Linked DNA regions of Sus scrofa: regions 1 and 3 are each linked to region 2. The links are chromatin contacts, called in public HiChIP or PLAC-seq maps. All regions are on one chromosome and are shown on one strand. The core of a region is the stretch at or near the end of the contact, and the rest is flanking DNA. Distances in the headings are between cores, read along the strand shown.

The links. HiChIP or PLAC-seq counts read pairs in DNA pulled down with a chosen protein or histone mark.
Region 1: an H3K27ac HiChIP or PLAC-seq map of alveolar macrophages shows a contact between it and region 2. The contact joins two enhancer-like sites. A contact is called at or near these places in 1 of 47 Hi-C or Micro-C datasets (embryonic fibroblasts) and 2 of 2 datasets of contacts at active chromatin or transcription factors (alveolar macrophages and skeletal muscle).
Region 3: a contact with region 2 is called in an H3K27ac HiChIP or PLAC-seq map of alveolar macrophages. The contact joins two enhancer-like sites. A contact is called at or near these places in 2 of 2 datasets of contacts at active chromatin or transcription factors (alveolar macrophages and skeletal muscle).

What each region holds. Positions count from the first base shown.
Region 1 is chr14:56,394,125-56,398,860 of Sscrofa11.1, forward strand. LOC106505999 (a long non-coding RNA gene) reads right to left here. Exons shown (of 3, transcript XR_002338582.1): 3 at 3,784-4,013. Among named protein-coding and RNA genes, the nearest start is that of IRF2BP2, 150 kb to the right of the region's middle. Within about 2 kb of position 3,162, at least 10 of the 83 cell types and tissues checked have an H3K27ac peak or open chromatin away from gene starts, as enhancers often do. A contact at or near this core is called in alveolar macrophages, where this site is marked.
Region 2 is chr14:56,644,386-56,648,825 of Sscrofa11.1, forward strand. No RefSeq gene overlaps it. Among named protein-coding and RNA genes, the nearest start is that of TARBP1, 23 kb to the right of the region's middle. Within about 2 kb of position 2,841, at least 49 of the 83 cell types and tissues checked have an H3K27ac peak or open chromatin away from gene starts, as enhancers often do. A contact at or near this core is called in alveolar macrophages, where this site is marked.
Region 3 is chr14:56,491,643-56,496,602 of Sscrofa11.1, forward strand. All of the region lies in intron 4 of LOC102158473 (a long non-coding RNA gene), which reads right to left. Among named protein-coding and RNA genes, the nearest start is that of IRF2BP2, 52 kb to the right of the region's middle. Within about 2 kb of position 3,494, at least 11 of the 83 cell types and tissues checked have an H3K27ac peak or open chromatin away from gene starts, as enhancers often do. A contact at or near this core is called in alveolar macrophages, where this site is marked.

The DNA of each region.
Region 1 (4,736 bases), core at 1,912-4,411, 250 kb before region 2:
AGGGGTGGTTTGAGAGGCTTTCCATCATCTCCAGCAGCTGTTCACCCCAACCCCCTCCCCAGTAAACACACAATCTAAGTAGAAGACCACACAGGGGAGCAAAATGAAGTTTTGACACGTGGTGCCCTGCCTGTCATCTCACTTTCAATGAGATGGTTCCCCAGATCCCATCTACACAGACGTTCTGGAGTCCACCCTGAATCAAGACCTGTCTGGCTCCAAAACCATCTTCTTCCCAACACAACCAGGATGCCTCTTCTCTTAGCTTCCTACCAAAAAGACCTTTGTTTTCTTGAAAGCTTGACCCAGAAGAGCCAACCAATCAGCGTCGGATTTTCCTAATGGTGCCTGCTACCACCATCTTGCCAGGCCATCAAATGCTCCACACTCCCCCGGGGGCTTGACACACTGCATCCTGGCTGGTAAGCACCCCTGGCTTGAAGAAGCACGGGGCCAGCAGTGTGGACTAGAATCTCAAGTTACTTTGAAACATCTACCGGCCAAGGTCCAGTTGATTTTTCAGTTCCAACTAATTTTTTTCAGCCTCTACATGTAGAGACCAGCGGTGTTTAACATGGCTGTCCTGACGCAGGCCACTCCAACCACCCCTGCCCCCACCCCACTCCACTGTGTGAAAGGGACCCGGGCTTGATCAGAAGGAAAATAGTTTTTGGAGGCTAAATGTTCAGCAGTGAACATCTCACCACGGACTAGCTGGAAAATACAGAAAGCTACAGTTCCAAAATTTCCGAGTCATCAACCTCCCTGCCTTCCCACAAGTATTATTGTTTCATTTTATAGATGAGGAACTGGAGGGCCCAGGAAGTTAAGGGCCAGTACGTCATGGACGTGATGAGCTCACATCTGTAGATTTCACACCCAGCGCTCTTTCCATCGCATCTGAAGTTGCTTCTTTTACTACCCAGGTCCCCATCGACAGAGGAATGGATAAAGAAGATGTGGTACATGTATACCATGGAATATTATTCTGCCATAAAAAAAGAATGAAATAATGCCTTTTGCAGCAACATGGATGGACGTAGAGATTCTCATACTCAGTGAGGTTAGTCAGACAGAGCAAGACAAACATCATATGATATCACTTATATGTGGAGTCTAAAAATAGGAACCTTTTTGCAGAACAGAAACAGACTCACAGACTTTGAAAACAAACTTATGGTTACCAAAGGCGACAGGTGTGTGTGGGGAGGAGGGATGGATCGAGGGTTTGGGATTGGCATGTGCACACTGAGGTATATGGAATGACCGGCCAACCAGGACCTGCTGTATAGTGCAGGGAACTCTAGCCAATATTCTGTGATAACCTATGTGGGCAAAACTCTGAAAGAGAATGGACGTAGGTACAAATATAACTGAATTACTTTGCGGTGCAGCTGAAATGATCACCACCTTGTAAATCAGCTCCACTTCAATACAGCTTTAAAAAATGAAAAAAAAAAAAAAGGACGAAGGGTGGGTGTGAATTTTGAGGAGCCTCATTAGTTTCATGGTCCTGGAAAGTTGCCTTTGCCTACCTGGACAGGTGCTTCAGAGCTTAGCTTGGCACTCAGGTGAAACCACTCGTTCCAGGTGTGGGTGTAGCCTCAAGAGAAGAGGTGGCCTCTGAGGAGTCGCAGGCCAGGTCATCTGAAGGTGCCTGGTCAGCCATGCCATAGGGCCGAGCGAGACAGGGGGGAGAGAGAGAGCCAGTGCTGGCCAGAGTGAAGATCTCCATCAGTTTCTGAATTACCAGCATATCCTCAAGCACCCACTGGTCCACCGGGAGCCTGAGAAGGTGGCAGTCTCTGAGGTGGCATCCAGGCCAGCAGTAAGTTCCCAGACCAGGCAGCTTTCTGCTGAGGTTGTCTTGAACCGCAGCTGTGGGTTTCCTGTAGCATCGTATCAGCACTGTGAGGCACACTGATGCAGCCAGGTTGCTTCTGAGCCAACTGGTGGGCTGGCACAGTGGACCCACTGCTGGCAGGGGCCTCACCGGGGCTGGGGGCTCTGGCTTCTGGGACAAGAGCTGGATCAGGCAGGGTTTTTCGCCTCTCCTTCTGCCCAGGCTGAGAGACAGGGTACCATCTGCCATCACAGGAGCTGGTAGCAGGGAGCCACCTGATGGCCAGGTGAGCGGTGGCTCCAGGTGTGGACACTCCCTGGCACTTCCTGGATGTGGGAGGCCCCCAATGAGTGCACATCTCACTGCTAAGGCAGATGTCCCTGGAGGCCATCTCCTCTGCCCACTGTCACCCCAGGAGCCCTGCTCCTGAGACAAGCACCCCTTCCCCCTTCCAGCCAGTGGGGTGCTCTTCTGATTCCCAAACCCTTTCACTGCCAGAGCTCCAGGTACAGAGGGTGCTCAAACACTTGGTGAATCAATGAATCAACTGTGCGTGTCACACCCACACACTCCTGTGGAATGGGCACGATCTTCCTCGTTTTTCTGAGGACAGAGTGCTCCTGGTCTCAGCTTGCAAGTTGCAGAGCTGGGGACCAAACTAAGACTTCTGCCTTCTAATCAGAGTGCCTCCCTCCACCCCCCAAATCTACCAGGTATCATCTCAGAGCATTGTTGGCTCCACGAGGGCCCAGATGCATCCCTGTCCATCTGCCCCTGACATGCCTGCTGCCTCAAGTCAAGATACACAGCAGATTCCTTGGTGAACCAGCCCCAGCAGAGGCAGGAATCCCACAGAAGGCTCCTGTTGTGCCCTGCGGGGATAAAGCCTGGCCCACTTCATCAGGGGGACAGAGGGTCACCTGCTGAAGGGGCGACATGCTTCGGCACTGGCCTCAGGCTGGCGGAGGCCCAGAGAGAGGGCCTGGGAAATGGCCCTGGGAGTTTTCCAGAATTACTCCACAGGTTCGAGGCCGGCTCTGAGGAAGGAAGCGCCTGACTCTTCAGAGCGGGGTTCAGCTTCTAGGGCACCCCCACCCCTCGGCACCCCCTCGCTCTTTTGCTCCTTGCCAGCCCTCCCCCTAGTTCTCCCAGAGCCACCCCCACCCACAACACACCGCATCCTTTGCGGAAACAGCCCCACCCTAGCCTTCCAGGCCTTCCGAGGCTCTGTCTGCATCAGGGTCCCCTACGCCCTTGAACATGGGGTTGTAAAATGTGCTTCTTCCTGACGTGGTTTCCTCTTCTGTTTGCAGTTGGAAACTGTGACCACAAAAGTGACCGCCACAGTACACTGGAAGAGGCCCTTGCACAACGGGGCTAGGGACAGTGCTCGGGGGTGGCTGTATCTTTGCAGCACTTGTGAGCTTCATTCTGGTGGCGTAAGAAGATCTCAGAGCATCCACTCAGACCTGGAGAGAGGATTCCTGGGAGATAAGCAGCTTCGAAACCTGGCACATCTCATTCATCCGCATTTCCCTTTCCCTCAGCTGAAGGGCAGCTTCTGACATCTTTAGATTCCTCCTTCTTGGCTTTGCAAGATGTCCTGTATTTATCCAAATTGGTGTCCAGATCACACACATCGTCCCCGAAGTCAGAAGTGTTCCCACTATGGACCACCTTAAGTGTTCCCAACCCAGCGGCATCACTCATGAGCTGTGTCACCTTGGGTGTGTTCTCTAACCAGCCTCAGTTTCCTCATTATAAAGCAGAGGTCAGATAGCACTTACCGAAGTTCCCACTGTGGCTCAGTGGAAACGAATCGACTAGTATCCATGAGGATAGGGGTTCGATCCCTGGCCTCACTCAGTGGGTTAAGGATCCAGCATTGCTGTGAGCTGTGGTGTAGGTCGCAGACATACTCAAATCCTGGGTTGCTGCGGCTGTGGTGTAAGCAGGCAGGTGCACTTCCAATTTGAACCCTAGCCTGGGAACTTCTGCATGCTGTACGTGTGGCCCAAAAAACAAAAAAAGAAGAAAAGATAGCACTTACCTTGGAGTGTTGTTATGAAGATAAGACAAGTTAACACACATCAAGCTCTTAAAACAAATCTGGGTACCATGCTTGCTCTCGCCACTGTCCAGGTGGCTCCTCTTTCTCTTGGTCTCCACTCTGCACAAAACGGTTTGATATTTGAAGTCATCAGATTCTCAATGGCCAGGCAGGCTGATTGGCCTACAGGGTGTGTGTACCGTGCTCTCTTCCTTTTCTGGAACTGAGGGGCATCACCCAAGTTTATGTACCCCCCATACCTGGGGGTGAATGTAGCATCTTAACCCACGCCCCTGCCCCTCCACCCTGGGGAGAGCACTTAGTAAACAGAAACAGATTCCTGAGACCCTTACAGCCACATATGGTTTGCAACTGCTTGAAGAATTGGGTGATGCTCCGTGTTATTGACCACAGCCTAAATCGTGCCTCCCTGCAGCCATCTTACTGCTGCCTGAATGGAAAGTCAGCATGCCTAGCGCTCCACCTGGGAAGTGCCTCGGTTCCTCTCCAGAGACCCGGAGCCCCCTGGTTTCCCTACCCTTTAGGAACCATGTGCAGCCACCGCTGCCGAGCCCGCCCCCCGGAGCCCACGGCTCAGCTGACTGTGGCCACCCCTACAGGGTGGGGACATCCCTTTGGAAAACAACCAGAACTGCCTGGGTGTTGGGCTGGTGCTGGGGAAGCCCGGGTGACTGGCATGATGTCAGGCAGCCAGGCAACTGGAAGATGTCAAAAGTGACTCTGTGAACACAGCCTGCTGGTGCCCAGCTGCAAAATGTGGAGCCAGGTTTAAAAAAAAAAAAAAAGTGGGGCCAGGTTATGTGCCCTCAGCGTTTCAAAGAA
Region 2 (4,440 bases), core at 1,591-4,090:
ACAAACCTGACTAGGATCCATGAAGACACAGGTTCGATCCCTGGCCTGGCTCAATGGGTTAAGGATCTGGTGGTGCCGTGACCTGTGGTGTAGATTGAAGACACGGCTTGGATCTGGCATTGCTGTGGCTGTGGTGTAGGCTGGCAGCTGTAGCTCCAATGTGACCCCTAGCCTGGGAACCTCCGTATGCTGCAGGTGCGGCCCTAAAAAAAAAACAAAAACAAACAAACAAACAAAAAAACCCCCACAACTTTGTGTCCTTCCTCTGAGGGCCGGGGGCAGGAATAGTGGAGTGAGCTAATACAGGCGACTTAGAGATGGTCGATCTTTGGGATCTGCACTGATGGGCCGGCCCGGGGCCCTGCCTAACGAGGACTCTTTGAGGCGTTCCTAGTTAGCGGGTATATAGTACTGTAGAAACCCAAATTGCTTCTGAAAACAATAAGACAATTTCTCAAAAGGACCTCCGTCCTGTCAGTATTTTACAGGGATTCCATCTCAAGCAGCTTTATACAGCCATTATCACTTAATTACCAAGATAAATCTCACCAGCAACTTCCATAACTTCTTTTGCAAATGAATATGCCCACCTCTTATATCATCTGTCCCCTTCTGCTCTGTCCCCCACAGTGGCTGAGATCTGCCCAGGCTCCTATCCTCCCAGTGTCACCCCAGGCCGGCCTGCACCTGGGACCCGGCCCTGCCGAGGCTACGGAATTGTACGTGGTTCCCGCTCAGACCCACAAATCCCTGCTGGCCTCGGCAGGGCAGGCGCATGGCAGGAACCTGGCTCCATCTGCTTGCGAGGCTCACAAACCACGGTGAGCTTTTTAGTGATCTGAGGCCAAGTTTCCGGTATGTAATGAAAACTGAAACCCGGTTTTGGGTTTCCTTACCAAATTCACACACAGCTAGTCATGACAAGGGACTAAGTGTGAGGTGGCAAGGAGAGCAGCACCCAGGGACAGCCGGGACACACAGCGTTCAGGGCTATTTCTAGCCTGGCCACCGACTTGTTGTGTGGCCTGAGGCCCGTCACCTACCCTCCCTCCCTGTGGTTCACTTTCCCCAGCACTGAGAGGGGGCTTTTTACCAGAATGTACATTTCTGGTATGGGAAGGTGTTTTGAATTCCTCTGAATCTCTTTTAATTATAGCACTCACACCTGAGACTACTACAGCCATCTTGTGTGTGTGTGTGTTGTTGAATTTTTAAATAAAATTGAAACAAAATCTAGGATATTTATCTAGGCCCTCCATCTGTCTTCTGAAGTCTTGCTCTTATTTCTCTCTAGGCTTCAGCTTTTGATTTCAGACACACATAGACTTACAACTTATGGAGAATGCTGGAAAAGGAATTCCTGCCTTATTTAGACGGTTTATCTAAATGACCTCCTAGGAGTTCCTCTATGGCTCAGTGGGTTAAGGACCTGGCATTGTCACTGCAGCTGCTTGGGTTGCTGCTGTGATGTGGGTTCAATCCCTGGCCAGGGAGCTTTCACATGCGGGGGGGGGGGGGGGGGTGGCGGCCAAAAATAAATAAATAAATAAATAAATAAATAAATAAATTCCCAAATCCCTCTCGTCTCGAAGGTTCTGTGAGTCCATGACATGCCTTGGTGAAAGAGAACAAACCAGGCTTTGAAGTCAGGCATAACTGGGTCTGTCTCCTAGTTCTCACATTTACTGGCTGTGTGACTTCAGGCAAGCTCCTTAACCTCTCTGAACTGAGGTTTCTCATCTGAAAACCTGGGCCAGTGCCAACCACTAAATTGTCAGGAAGATGAAATAATAAAGTACTTTTAAAACATACAACAGAAGGCCTAGCAAATAGTAGGTGCCAAGGTAGATATTAGAGTCTGCTTTTCTTTATTCACACAAGTCTCTGAATGGGTAAAAAATGTAGGCCCTCAACTATTGGAATATCGCTTCTGTCTTCCACTCCAGGGCCCTACTTCTGAAAGAGAAAGAAAGAAGGAAATAAACGGAAACTCTCAAAGGCCTTTCTGAAAGCATCACCCATCTATTGAAATGTGCTTTCCATTCAAAAACTAGGTTATTCATTATTCATCTTATTGGAACTGAAAAGAAGGAAAGAGTTCACTGCTTACAACCCAGCCTTGACCACTGCTTGATTTCCATCATTTCCTGGTATCTATGTAATATGTCCCAAGTGTGAGATTGGCCATGTTGAGAGGCGAGCAAACTTCAGACTGAATGACCGTCCATAATGCCCTGGAATGAATGTTCCCTTTCCTAGCATTTCCACTCCAGGCAGTGCATTTCTGGGGAATTATTTCACTGCCTGGGTGGCCAGAGTCCCTTGGCCTTCAGCCTCATGGCTCACTGCACCACGCTGGGCAAGCAGTAACCGCCCAAAAATGCGAGTCTTTCTTTCATGCCCCAGTGGCATGAGTAACATCATTAACTCTTCAGGGCTGAGGTTTGGGATTACGTAAAAATTTTACACCCCACTGTGTTAGCTGTCAGAATACCAGAGTAACAAAGTGTCTGCAGAGTTCCTTTCCGTGCCAGAAATGTGGTTGCCTGACCTAATAAACAATCCTTGGGATATTTTTTTCCAAGCGATTCTATTTCAGCAGGATTGTGGGTTTCAAAATGGAAGCTAAGTCCTACAGACTTCAAGATCCAGGGAGAACAAAAATGCAAGAAGAAACTGGGCTTTGAAACTCTCCAGACAAGGGGAAAATGCTGCTGACGTGTCCCCTGGAAGGACAGCACAGGAAGAGCACAGCTGTGCAGTGTGGTGTTTCACATGCTCTTCTATACACAGGTTTTCTAAAGTGTAAGGGGAAAAAAACCCGTACAGGGCGCTCCCCTAAGAGGAGCCGCACAACACGTTTTCTCTGGGCCCTGGGCCAGCGCGGGGACCAACCAGAGGCCGGCGCAGAAGCACTGTGGATGCCGCGCGCCATCTGGTGGCCTGAAGCTGATATTGCGCGCTCTCTCCGGCCTTTGACTCCATTGATTTGCAGAATTTAATAGGCTAGTATTCTGGAGCTGCTTTTTTTTTTTTTTTTTTTTTAATCTTTTTATTTACTTTTTAATGATTTTTATTTTTTCCATTATGATTGGTTTACAGTGTTCTGTCCATTTCTATTGTACAACAAAGAGATCCAGTCATCCATATATATATATTCTTTTTCTCATATTATCCTCCATGATGTTCCATCATAAGTGACTATGTATAGTTCCCTATGCTATACAGCAGGATCTCATTGCTTAATTTATTTTATTGGAGTGTAGATGATTCACAATGTTGTGTTAATTTCTGCTGTTCAGCACAGTGATTCAGTTATACATATATATTCTTTTTCATTGTGTTTGATCACAGGATATTGAACCTAGTTCCCCACGCTGTACAGCAGGACCTTGTTTATCCATTCTATCTAGAATAGTTTGCATCTGCTAACCCCACTCTCCTACTCCATCCCTCCCTCAGCCCTCCTTCCCCTTGGCAACCACAAGTTGATTCTCTATGTCTGTGGGTCGGTTTCTGTTTCATAGATAAATTCATTTGTGTGATATTTTATATTCCACATAAAAGTTATATTATATGATATTTGTTTTTTCACTGTCTAACTTCACAAAGTATGATAATCTTTATATCCATCCATGTTGCTACAAAAGGCATTCTTTCCTTCTTTTTTATGGCTGAGTCATATTCCATTGTAGATATGTGTCCTCTGCTGATGGACATTTAGGTTGCTTCCAAGTCTTGGCTACTGAGAATAGCGCTGCTATGAATATAGGGGTGCATTATCTTTTCAAATCATAGTTTTGTCCAGATAGATGCCCAGGAGTGGGATTACTGGATCATACAGCGACTCTATGTTTAGTTTTTTGGGAACCTCCACACGGTTTTCCATAGTGGCTGCACCATTTTACATTCTATTGTGAGCTTTCTGTTCTGCTGAGGAGGGGACTGATCACCGGGGGGTCTGAAAGGAAGACACCAAGAGCCAGCTTTTCTAAATTCCGCTCCTTATTCTGCAATAGGAAATTCGAGGACTCGGGCTCTCCTCGGAGGTAATGATGGTCCTCTGGGACAGCACCAGGAGCCCTTAGCTCCAGCCCCAACCAGCCTCCTATGTCCTCCTGTCCAGGTCATGATGGCACAGGTTTGGGCATGAGAGCCTGGAAACCTCTTAGGTTCTCTTCTCCAGCCTTCTGAATCCTACGCTCTTTCAAGGTTGCTTCATGGCATCTGCACATTCTCAGAACAGCTGCTTCATTTTCGGCTCACACGAGTGTTCCCAAAGCATATTCCAAGAATACTGACTTACCTATTCAGAATTCTATCTTAAAAAAAAAAAAAAAGTCCCTCCAAGTTTTCGAAACCGAGTCACACCCAGCCAGTTAAGACAGGTGTTACTGTGGGACCTCTCAAGCGCTTTGACATACCGAGATTATAGAGGGT
Region 3 (4,960 bases), core at 2,244-4,743, 150 kb before region 2:
GACAAAAGACGAAAAATAATACATAAGTAAAACAAAATGTAAAAAGTTACTGCTTTTACTTATTTAAATGAAAGGAAATCTACAAGCAGGAGAGAAATTATAGATGAGGCAAGTTCTGAGACAGGAACTCTAATTACAGCAGGGCGAGAAGAGTCTGCTTCAGGAAATTTCTGAAAGGTTAAATAGGAAGGCTGAGGGTCAAAATCATACTGTGATGAGAATAGAGAAAATGCGTTTGCAAGGAGCTAAGCTGGGTAGTCACAAAAGGAATGACAAGTACCAAGAAGGAAACCTGAAGCCCCAAGTAAATAACAGAACCTCACCCCAAAAAAGATGCTGAGTATAGTGCACAAATATTCAGAAGGTGCGGAAAGATAAGTCAGAAGCCAAAACTCAGTTACCGCTATCGTGAAAAGGAACAACAGAACTCTTAGCAAAAATAAATGACTTTGCAGAGAGACTCACAGACAAGAGAATAGACTTGTGGTTGCCAAGGCGGAGGGGTTTAAGGGGAGGGAGAGGGATGGACTGAGAGTTTGGGGTTAGTAAATGCAAACTATTACATTTAGAATGGATAAGCAATGAGGTCCTACCGTACAGCACAGGGAACTCGCTCCAATCTCCTGGCATAGATCATATATATATAAAACTGAGTCACTTTTCTGTACAGCAGAAATTAACACATGGTTGTAAATCAACTATACTTCAATAAAATAGATTTTTAAAAAGAAACAAAAAAATTACTCTGCATGTGACTAATACTGCCTTTCTTAGGTAGCTTGGCCTGCAGAGAAAATCACTCCTATCAAGGGTTCTCAGTCCATTTAAGTGAGCCCTAATAAGTGCAAAACCCAACCATGAGGGTGAACCACTGTTATCGTTCAAGGAGTGGAAACCAACAGACAGGACACAGGGGAGTTCGTTAGGACTCTTCAACGCCGATTACAAAATACTGGGAGGAATTCTCCCGAGGACATTGAGTAATGTTTGCAAATGTGTGCAGGTCCGTGTTGACTGTCTGATCCTCTGGACCGGGAAATGCTTCTCAGCCCATCACGGCATGATTTTCTTTTTCCAAATTGAAAATGTGAATATAACTGTAACCAACTCAGAACAGGAGACAGCAGGCACGGCAGGCGAGACAAGAGATTCTGCAATTTGTATGAGAAGAAATAGAATTCAATCTAGGAATGCCTATTTACTGAGCCTCAGAGTGCACTAAGCATCAGGAGCCATAGTCACCACAGTTGATTAAAAAAAAGTATGTCTCCTGTTAATTCACACATTTCCAAGAGGTGGGTGTTGTTAGCCCTCTTTGTTAATGGGAAAAAAATGAGATTCAGAGAGGTTAATTGAACTGGAGATCTCCCGATTTCTAGTCTTAGATCCTTCCTGTGCACTTTCTGTGTTTAAATTCTGGTCCCATCCCTTCTTAGCTGAGTTAGTTGAAGAAGTTATTTAGCCTCTGTAATTGTCTGTTGTTAATGGAAATACTAATTTCTGCCACATAACATGGTTGTAGGGATTCAATGAGGGGACATATGTAAGAATGCCAGCCATGGTGCCTGGCACATAGTAGGCCCTCAGCAAAAGCTGGTGTCTCTCCTTTACTGATGCACAGTGGTGAAGGGAGCAGACTATCCAGCCAGGGTGGCACAACACAGCAGCAACAGCAGAGTGATGCCCCAGTGAGGTGCAAGATGGCCTGCCAGCTGCCCTCTGGGGTCCTATATGGGTACTCAGGCTCAGTAGGGGCTTGCTGTGTGGGTCTGGGAGGCACAGGAACTGGGGCAGAGCCCCTAAGGAGGAAAGGGGTTTATGTGGGTGGAGAGATGGGCAAGGGTTGAGCAGGCAGAGAACAAGGCACTGAAGCAGGAAGATGGGGTGGAGGGAGGGGAGTGTTTGTGAAGGACCCAGGGGGGCTCCTGACCAGCAGGCTGAACAGTGAGCTAAGGCTGGGAAGGGGAGGAGAGGGAAGTCGGAGGTGGCGGAGGCTCCCAGTGGGCAACTTCCACTCAAGGATTTCAACCCATTCCTATAAGAGAAGGGTTACTCGTAAAGGCCTGTCAACTTGGAGTATCCATTATTAAAATTAATTTATGCCAGTGTGTAAACTGGACTGTCAAGGAAAAGGTGAAAAAACAGGGAATTTTTATTATTTTATTTTTATTTATTTACTTGATCTTTTTAGGGCCACATCTGCGGCGTATGGCAGTTCCCAGGTTAGGGGTTGAATTAGAGCTGCGGCTGAGGCCTACACCACAGCCAGAGCAACAGTGGATCTATGTCGCATTTGAGACCTACACTATAGTGTGCAGCAACACTGGCTACTTAACCCACTGAGTGGGGCCAGGAATCGAACCCACATCTTCATGGCTATTAGTCACATTCTTAACTGGCTGAGCCTCAGTGGGAACTCCCTGAATTTTTACATTTTATACACACACAGCCCTTTTTATTACAAAACATATATAGTCTACTTAACCCCACTTTAAAGGGCTTGGGCATTATTTTGACTCTTGCAATCAATTAAAAAGGTTTAAAACAGCTGTGTTTTTACTTTTCTGACATATTATGGTCATATCTAGAATTCATGTGATGTTAAATCAAGAATAAAACTTTTAATTACATCGCTGTTCCTATGGTAAAATATAATCTATTTCAAGGCAATTCACTTTGTCATAAACTTTCCTTGAATAAAACTTGATAAAAAGCAGAGACCCACTGCATATGACAATAATTAAATCTATACTCAACAAGTACAAAAGAGTGACTGTAGGGATAGGTAATTTAGAACAACAACAACAAAAAAAAACCAATCTGAAACATGTTAGGAAATCATACTGAGGTTTGTTATCCATAATCTCCTGAGATATGGATTGTGGTATATATTTAAGAAAAAAAAAAAAACTAGTAAGTACCCAAATTATGAAATGAATTGTATTTTCAAAAAACAGGTTAAAATTCCAAGATCAGGGTATCAGCAGGTTTGATTTCTCCCAAGGCCTCTCACCTCAGCTTGCAGATGGCCGCCGTCTCGCTGTGACCTCATGTGGCTTTTCCTCCAGTCCTATACGCTCCTGGTGTCTCTCTCTTCCTCTTCTTATCTTATGAGATCCCTACCCTTAAGACCTCATTTAGCCTTAATCACCTCCTTAAAGGCCCCATCTCCAAGCACAGTCACAGTCTGAGGTGCTGGGGATTAGGACTTCAAGGTGAATGATGGGGTGTGCACGATTCAGCCCATAAGAGCCAGGGTTGTCCACCCAGACGGGGATATGAGAGTGGGGCAGGAAGGATCTGTTAGTGTATTCACACACTGAGCCTCGGCCACAGCCCAAGCTCAGGGCCAAGGGCACTCAGGAGTCTGAATCCCAGCGCCTGGCTCCTGCTACTGCAAACAAGCATTCCTCTGAAGCCTGGTTGCTTACTTGGAGGTATTGGTAAATATACCAATTTGGGGAAAGGGAAGTGAGCCTTTCCTCTGCCCCAGCACCCTGTTGCAGAAAAAGCATGTGATGGAAAAACCCATCTGGGCTGGGGACAGCGTGAGGGCAAGCGAGCTCTGGGACTGCGAGCTGATTTATGTTGTGCTTGGTGCCTGGAGTGACTCCTGGGCGATCTGGAGCTTGACATTGTTAAGGACAGGTTTTCGTGATGACTTCAAAAAATAGAGTGACTGTAAATAAGAGGGTATTTGCCTGTTTTTAATTTTATGCAGCTCGTTATATCATGGTCAAATGAAAACCTTGGTATTTGGGGCAGGAAGCGTGTGGCCAGCGGCAGGATGGTGCGGGGTGGTGGAGCTGGTGGTGGGGGTGGACTTCAGGCAGGGCTGTGACACCACATGAAAGTCCTTCCAGGGTCTCACAGGAGGGAGGCACACAGAGGGATCTTTAGGAATCAACACAGGTGACTTCTTCTTCCCAACAAAGTTCCCTGTTCTATATACACCTTCATCTGCCGGTCAATGAAGAGATAGGAACAGCGGTGCGGGGGCTGGGAGCGTGACTGACACATGGAGACAGACGCAGAGGGCTGGGCAGCCTTCTGGGTACAGGAGACACACTGCCCTGGGCTCTGCGGCCCTGGGTCATGATGTGAGATGGACCCAAGGCCTTGACATCCCTGAGGCCAGACTGTCCTACTCAGGCAAAGCTCTAAGCAGATCTCTGGATGGGTCAGGAAAAGGCAAGGAGCTTTCCCAAGTTGCTCCACACCTGGCCGGAAAAAGCAGTCACCCACAACTTGAACGGCAAAAAATTTAGAGTCTTAGTACATAATCTGTGTTCCAGTTGAAAGAGCTTTGCACATCACATGTTTTCCTGTAATAACATCCCACTGGAAGCCTAGCCTCTATTTGAAAAACTACAAAGTGAAAAATGTGTAACAGAGAAATCGTTAGAATGGTCTTCTGGCGCAAAGGATGGGTTTGGATCAGGTGACCTGGGTTTAAGTCCAGGCTCTGACACACACTGGTGGTGTGACCTTGGACAGGTGAGGTAACCTGTCTGTGAGTGATGACAGCAGGTACCTCCTGGCAGTGTGGTGAGAAACATACAAGGGCTGGGGTCAGTGAAAGGCACACAGGACAAAGAGAGCTTGTGATCATGATGACTGAACAAAGGTTCTTTTGGAAATTTCACTGGGTTAGGGGAGAGAGAGAGAGCGAGGCTGTGTACACCTACCTGTGAATGGGACCGAGCAAAGCAAAGGCAAACCAGTTCTTATGAAACACTGCTGTAAACACTATATAATATTAAAACATCTCTTTCTAAGTGTGGGCCCATGGCATAGCTGACAGACAACATGTCTGTCTTGAAACAGAATATGTCACTAACAAGGACCTACTGTGGAACACAGGGAACTAGACTCAATATCTTATAATAACCTATCATGGAAAAGAATCTAAAAAGAATAGATATATGTGTAGAAATGAATCACTCTGCCACATACCTGA